2 separate regions of the Salmo salar genome follow, and region 2 is linked to region 1. The links are chromatin contacts, called in public Hi-C maps. All regions are on one chromosome and are shown on one strand. Each heading gives the region's core, a stretch centred on a gene start, on an enhancer-like site or on the middle of the called end of the contact. The rest is flanking DNA. Distances are from core to core; before and after follow the strand shown.

Region 1 (3,487 bases), core at 324-2,823:
ATTGAGTAATCACATGAAGAAATACTTTTTATGAAAGCTATTCAGTATACTGTATAAGGGAATATGTTGCATATTGTGTAAATAGTCTACTGTTCTGTAAATAATACTTTAAAGTATTCAATTATGTTTGGTTTGGTTTACAGTGAATGTTCTTGTATGGTTTATGGAATTCTGAATTCACTATCATGTATAAAGGTTTATATTTATACTGTATCTTTTTCTAACATTTTTAGTTTGCTCTCTATAAATGAGATGCAATATTATTTTATTATTAGTCAAATTATGTACAAATATGTACAATTTAGATACGTTGTGCCTTTATTAACAGCTTAATCACTGATACTCCACAACGGTGATGATAATCGTTTGTTTTTTTATCTATTGGATAATATTTAACTATATCTGAAAAAACTGAAGAACTGTATTTCTACTGACTGCCATCCCTGAGCCACTAGTATAAGTAATTTGTCTACACTGCCAGGACTGTGTATATGAGAAGTTATGATAAGCATGATGTGCCTTTCTTGAATGATACACATCCAGTGCATACTAATGAAATCAGTGTATGTTTTATTATTATTATTATTTGACCCTGCTGGTCATCTATGAACATTTGAACATCATGACCATGTTCTGTTATAATCTCCACCCGGCACAGCCAGAAGAGGACTGGCCACCCCTCATAGCCTGGTTCCTCTCTAGGTTTCTTCCTAGGTTCTGGCCTTTCTAGGGAGCTTTTCCTAGCCACCGTGCTTCTACACCTGCATTGCTTGCTGTTTGGGGTTCTAGGCTGGGTTTCTGTACAGAACTTTGTGACATCAGCTGATGTGAGAAGGGCTTTATAAATACATTTGATTGGTTTGATTTTGAAAATGTGACATTGTGGTGTTTTTATAATCAGTCATGAAAATGGTCACAGTCCAGTGGCTGAAATTTTTCATTTTGTGAAGCTTTCAGGGAGGTTATGTGTAGCATCCAATTGTTTATATATATACACTAGATGACAATAGGGGACACTGTGTTGAAGCCACCATGACTCCATCTTGGCACTACGTTTAAAATAATATTTTTGGAACCTATAGAAATTCATTTATTAATGTTTACATTCGTTTTTGCCACAATTATTCTATTAGCGACACCGTAATGCATACTTTTAAATTATATTTTGTGAGCTAAACGTAAAACGTTCATCAATAATTTAATGTAGTTAGGCCGTGAATGGCCTCACACACCAGTACAGCAGGTGGCGGTGTATGCACCTAGAAGTTGGATGCGATCCGCCAACCAAATCTTAAAGCAGAAGAAGAAGAATATTGACGGTATCGTACTTCCGTACTACTTCCGGTGACAATGACAGCGCGCGAGCTACGTAGCTACCAAAATACAAGTTCTAGCTAACAGACAGCTGAATATGAAAGTATATTTTATTGAACAACAGAATCCCGTTAAGTGTAACGCTAATGGACTAACAAAGTAATGTTTTTATAGGGTAATTTGAGCTATTCGGTAAGCTTATTTGGCCTGGTTTTAGAGTAGTAGCTACTAGCTTGCTAACAATGTCCTCGTCATCGTGGGCAGCTCCATCAGAACGCCAGGGGCAAGTGGGGGATCTTAAAACCAAGAGCAAAGAAGAACTTGGTGAATTACTGTCACGCCAAGATAAATTATTATCTAACAAGTAAGTAACTCCATATCATTCATCTGACAGAAGTTAACTCAAATGGTTAGTCTCTACAACAACATTACATTCTTCTAGAAACTTCCAGCTGTTGTCTAGACAGTGGTGCCAGTTTTGGCGCTTGTGTGTATATTGCTATCCACCTGAATGTAGGCTAGCTAGCTGATGTTACTTGAACTAGGGAAATGCGTTTTACCCTGAACCTGACATTCCTTTGTTTTACTATCACTGCCAACTATATTTTCTTAAAGTTGAGCTGAAAGCAGCAGTAGTTAATTTTTCGTTATCTCTTGTTGACAGACTGATTTGATATGTTGTTATCAACAGGAGGTTCATACAGACCCTTCCAGACAAAGGGAAGAAGATCTCAGACTTTGCAGAGAGAATATGCCTTGCTCTTGCCCACAATGAAGAAGAGGAGAGGAAGCAGGATATGCTGTCATCTGTCAGGACAGAGCTGCAGTCTAAATACCAGCAGGCTTTGACACAAAGACAACGTGGTAGCCAGAATAAACCAGGAACTTCCCAACATAAGAGACAAGCTGGGGACACAGCTCCTGGAAATGTCCAAGAATTGGACGTCTCACCTCTGTCACCTAATGTTCAGGAGAGCAAAACAGTTGACACGCTGCAAGAAGACAGTGTGTCCAAAGTATCTGCTGCTGAAACCATGGAGATGGCCCAGGCTGGTGATGATGCAGGGGTCTCTCTTGACTCTGACAGGACAAAAGAGAGCGACCTAGCGGAGGCCTTGCAGAGGGTCACTCTGTCTGACCACTCAACTGGCTTGAGTGGATCCCTTAAAGACACATTCAACAGACCTGCTACTGGCAACCCCTTCCTTGGAAGGCAGCCACAGAAGAAACCACACTACATAGAAGTCCTGGAGAGGACTGAGAAGGACCCGGTTACGAGGAGACAGAAGTACAAGCCTAATCAGTAAGTCCACATTGTATGAAAGTATGAGAATACTGTATAGTTCAGTGATGCTGCCTTTAGTTATGGAGATGCACTAGTATTCTCACCTACTAACTCTTATATTAACTCTTCCTGTAATGTTTGCAGGTTTGCCCACAACACAGATGGCTCCCCGTCAGGGTCTCTGTCACCTAGCCAATCCCATGGAGGCTTATTACCATCACCGGTGCTCTCCGTTGAGGCCAGGAGGGAGCGAGACAGGAAGCACATTGATGACATCACTGCGGCCAGGCTCCCACTGCTCCACTACAGCCCTGCCCAGCTGCTGACACTGGAGCAGTCAGCTGACCTGCTACGCGAACAGACCAGGAAACACCAGGTGAGTGGCCCCTGGGTCTGTCTGACACATCACACCACAGAGCAACATTTTAAGGTCTGTCCAACAACACCAAAATGCTCACTGCTCAAGGTAACAGTTACCCCTCAGATTACATGAGGGAATGAAATGGGTTATAAGTGTTGAGGCAACGTCGACCTACCTATTCCATTATCACCACAAAAACACTGCTCATCTGAAGATGAACACTCCTATGCTACTTCCATTCATGGTATAGCATAGCAGCCTAATGCTTACTGCTACGCACTTGCTCATTTTTCAGGTTAATTACCCTTTCAATGTAAGCATCTCTCCTGTATTGTGTGTTTCCCTCAGGAGTTGCAGGCCAAGCTGGCAGCCCAGAAGCTGTCTGAGGGGCTGAGGTTCAGCACAGGGAGCTATGTTGTGGAAGGGGGCCTGCTGGGCGCCTACAGGGAGGTTCATGACGACGGAGCCCAGCTCTCCTCAGAGGAAGACTAATCCAGGGGGCCGCAGCAAGGAAACTCTGGTGACCC
Region 2 (3,487 bases), core at 320-2,819, 180 kb before region 1:
TTTTGTTCATTAGAAGTGGTGTTCTCAAAATGTTTGGGGCCGAGGACCTCTTTTGTGATAGAAAATTCAGCAGTGACCCACTCATAATCATTTCACAACTCAAATTTGAAAAAAGTAGCATACAAGGAGTTTTACTATGATTTCGGCAGTGCATGCATTGCTGGGTGAACCAAGTCTTGGGCCCTGGGAAGTAATATTTTAAAGGCCTGCCTCTTGGCATCAGAGAGAATATTTAGCAGTTTTCAAGCTAATTTCCTGCAATTCTAACACATTGCTCTATTAGTCAGAGAGAAAATGTTGCAGTTTTAAAGCTTAAATTACAGGCCATTTATATAAAAAAATGCAAGAAGTATTGAGTTGAAACATTTATAATTGGTGAAGTACTGTGGATAACAATACTCCTGTGAGCCTCCTAGGCCCATGTTGCCCAGGGTTAAGTACATAAATTGTAGATGAATAGTATTACATTTTATTGTATTACAGACTAATCTTATTCCATGGATCCCTTGGCCAAAATTAGTTGAATCTGCTGTTGTTATTAAAATGTATTTAAAAAAATGTATGTAAAAAATATATATATTATGTATGATTTTTTTTATACATGATTTTTCTGGCCGCAGACCCTCTGAAGTACCTCGGACCGCACTTTGAGAACCCCTGCATTAGAGTTTTGGCCCTGGCCCAACTCTATTGTTTTCTGAGCCCATTCGACACCGATGGATGAAGAAGGATGCAGCCGAAATGCTAGGATATTGCCACTATTAACATTTTACCAATTAACAAACCGATCAAGCTGTTTTTGAATAATTATATATAATGTCGATACATGTTCTACAGTTTTTTCACACCACTTTCTTTTCGTTTTCCCTCTTGCCTTAGCGGAGTCGAGAAAAAAAGTAGTCCCGACATATTGTGCTGTCCATAAAAATAGTTTTGCCACAAGAAAAATAGATTGAACAGTTTGCTTGCTTTTTGATTGTGCTCAAACCATGACAGACATGACACTGCAGCACACAATGCTCTCTGTCTTTTAGACAGATTCAATTAATAAGGCTAACATACATAGGGACAAACAGGTTATAACTGTGATACTCTAACGTCTTTTTAAAGAAACTAGGCCTACTCTGGGTCAACATTTTCCATTTACTGTGGGCCAGAATTATGTCCAATTAGTTGCAACCACCTTAAAGTGATTTCTCTCTTTCCCACTCTCTCTCTCGGTCCATATGCATTCATGTCTCGGTCCATATGCATTCATAGGCTACTAATTTATTCATTATCCCACTTCTGACACCAGTGTAGCGAATTCAGAGGTCTCAAATATCCCCAGACTCCTCCACCAATACCTTTCATCACACTAATGCTCTGATTGACACAATTTACAAAATCTGTTTTCGATCTATTTGTACTAGTCTCACATGATTTTGCCTAATGATTGATTAAGATAGGCTAAATGTAATATGATGGGTCTTCTCAACTACTGTCATCTCCTACCACTCCGCGTGGTGTCTGTAGTGGGCTAGGCCGGGGATATCGTTTCACGGTTTTCAGCGGAAGGATACAACACCGAATGTCATTGTGGTGCTGAGGTTTTTGCGAAGCAAAAATGTCTGTCTGCCTAAGGTTAACTCGCAAGTGACATATAGGGGATATTTTGCTAACTATTACAACCTAAACCACTATTTTACAGTATTTGAGACGCGTGACAGGAAAACGAAGCTCCATACTACCACACCCGATCGCCCTAGTTGGAATTTTAAAGGGGAAAAGGTAAAATATTGTAGTGAGTTTGTCAAAAAAGGTTTCGGACTGGGTGAAAGAAGTTGGGATACAAGAGACTGGAGCTGGTATGGAGTAAAGGGTTGGCATTTGCTTTACTACTTTTACTTGAAAGGGCGTTTTACACAGCCTAAATCTGTAGCCTACAGCATATTGGTGGATTTTCTGTTTTTGTTTATCATGCAAATTCACTTTCTATTTAATAACACATCGAATTCGTGGCTCATCACTGACTATTGCAAAGCAACATATTGTATAGCCTATCACTAGTCCGTGATTTAAAAATATACAGTAGGCTAGTTAGTTTGTTACTTAGTCTGTTGCGGAAGATTGATACAAATGTAGCGTTTGGGGAGTCAGATAAACATTTGAAAAACGATGCTGCAGGTCTCAGTGTGTCACTGGTGTTACACGCAGCGCCAAGCATTTTCAATGTGCCTGTACCATTCCAAATAGATGGCATTTCCTTACCACGTATTGGTTACCTTTTCCTTTTCATTCTGTTCAGATTACATAATGTGCAATAACATTTTCTAAAAGGGAGCGTTCAACCGTGGATGACAAGGGGTCAATTACAATTACTTTAATCGGTTGTTGCAGTAGCCTACCTTTGATCAATTAACTCGCACAGCAATGTCAAGGGTCACTGTGCGGATTTATTTTCGGAACCGACGTGTTCTGGGAATATTCCTTGTCAACTTCAGTCGGGAAATCTAGAATGAGATTGCACTTTACTGAAGTTCGTTATTGAATGGATACTTTTTTTAAATCAAGGAATTAGGACAATAAAAAAACAATAATAATTGGACCTAAGCAAACAATCTGTTTCTTCTTTAGGTCTAAAAATTGGCAGGATGAATCCTCAACAGCGGATTACCGCAATCGGCACAGACAAGGAATTGAGTGACTTGCTGGATTTTAGCGCGGTAGGACAGTTATCTATCTATCTATCTATCTATCTATCTATCTATCTATCTATCTATCTATCTATCTATCTATCTATCTATCTATCTATCTATCTATCTATCTATCTATCTATCTATCTATCTATCTATCTATCTATCTATCTATCTATCTATCTATCTATCTATCTATCTATCTATCTATCTTTTTATAATGTTTTATTTTTTGTTATTTAGCCCACTTTATTCTGTATCAGTCAATGTCTCGCCAGTGAAGAAATTGATTATGAAACACAGGAAGTCTGAATAGCTTGTAACAGATGCCGGATTATCAAAGGCAAAATATTAATTTGTCTCAGCGTCACATTTTTCAGACCATTTCTTTTCTTCTGGTAGATGTTTTCTCCACCTGTAAATAGTGGGAAAAACCGACCAACCACCCTTGGAAGCAGCCAGTTCAGTGCACCAGGTAGGATTTTATCCCAGAAACCTATTTTAATATGTCCTCTGTTCTGTTCTGTTCTAGCCCTGGTCCTGTCTCTCCCCCTGTTGTGTCTTGTCTAACCACTGCTGTTTGAAATCTGTTCATATGAGTGTTCCTGATGTCTCCCACTGAATTTGGGATATTTGTGTTATTCATTTTGTGAAAAGCCAAAGGAGGAAGGTTTCATATTAAACATAGTATTACTATTAATTTCCCGCCTTAGCGGTGTGTGTGTGTGTGTGTGTGTGTGTGTGTGTGTCTGTGTGGGTATGCACTCTGCACATCTGGCATGTGAAACATGCCAACTCCACCTGGAATTATC

What was found. A called contact is a pair of places that touch in the nucleus more often than the background predicts.
Region 2: a contact with region 1 is called in a Hi-C map of gill, with 2.9 times the contacts expected there. The contact joins the promoter of LOC106587346 here to the enhancer-like site in region 1. A contact is called at or near these places in 2 of 3 Hi-C or Micro-C datasets (gill and muscle).

The regions. Positions count from the first base shown.
Region 1 is chrssa26:20,898,352-20,901,838 of Ssal_v3.1, reverse strand. LOC106587321 (nuclear mitotic apparatus protein 1) reads left to right here. Exons shown (of 18, transcript XM_045709120.1): 14 at 1-5; 15 at 1,493-1,678; 16 at 2,006-2,617; 17 at 2,744-2,975; 18 at 3,309-3,487. The coding sequence ends at 3,452. Among protein-coding and RNA genes, the nearest start is that of LOC106587321, 25 kb to the left of the region's middle. Within about 2 kb of position 1,573, at least 9 of the 13 cell types and tissues checked have an H3K27ac peak or open chromatin away from gene starts, as enhancers often do. A contact at or near this core is called in gill and muscle, where this site is marked.
Region 2 is chrssa26:21,077,135-21,080,621 of Ssal_v3.1, reverse strand. It overlaps LOC106587346 (transcription factor 12), which reads left to right and starts at 1,569. Exons shown (of 21, transcript XM_045709114.1): 1 at 1,569-1,861; 2 at 2,617-2,705; 3 at 3,078-3,150. The coding sequence starts at 2,634.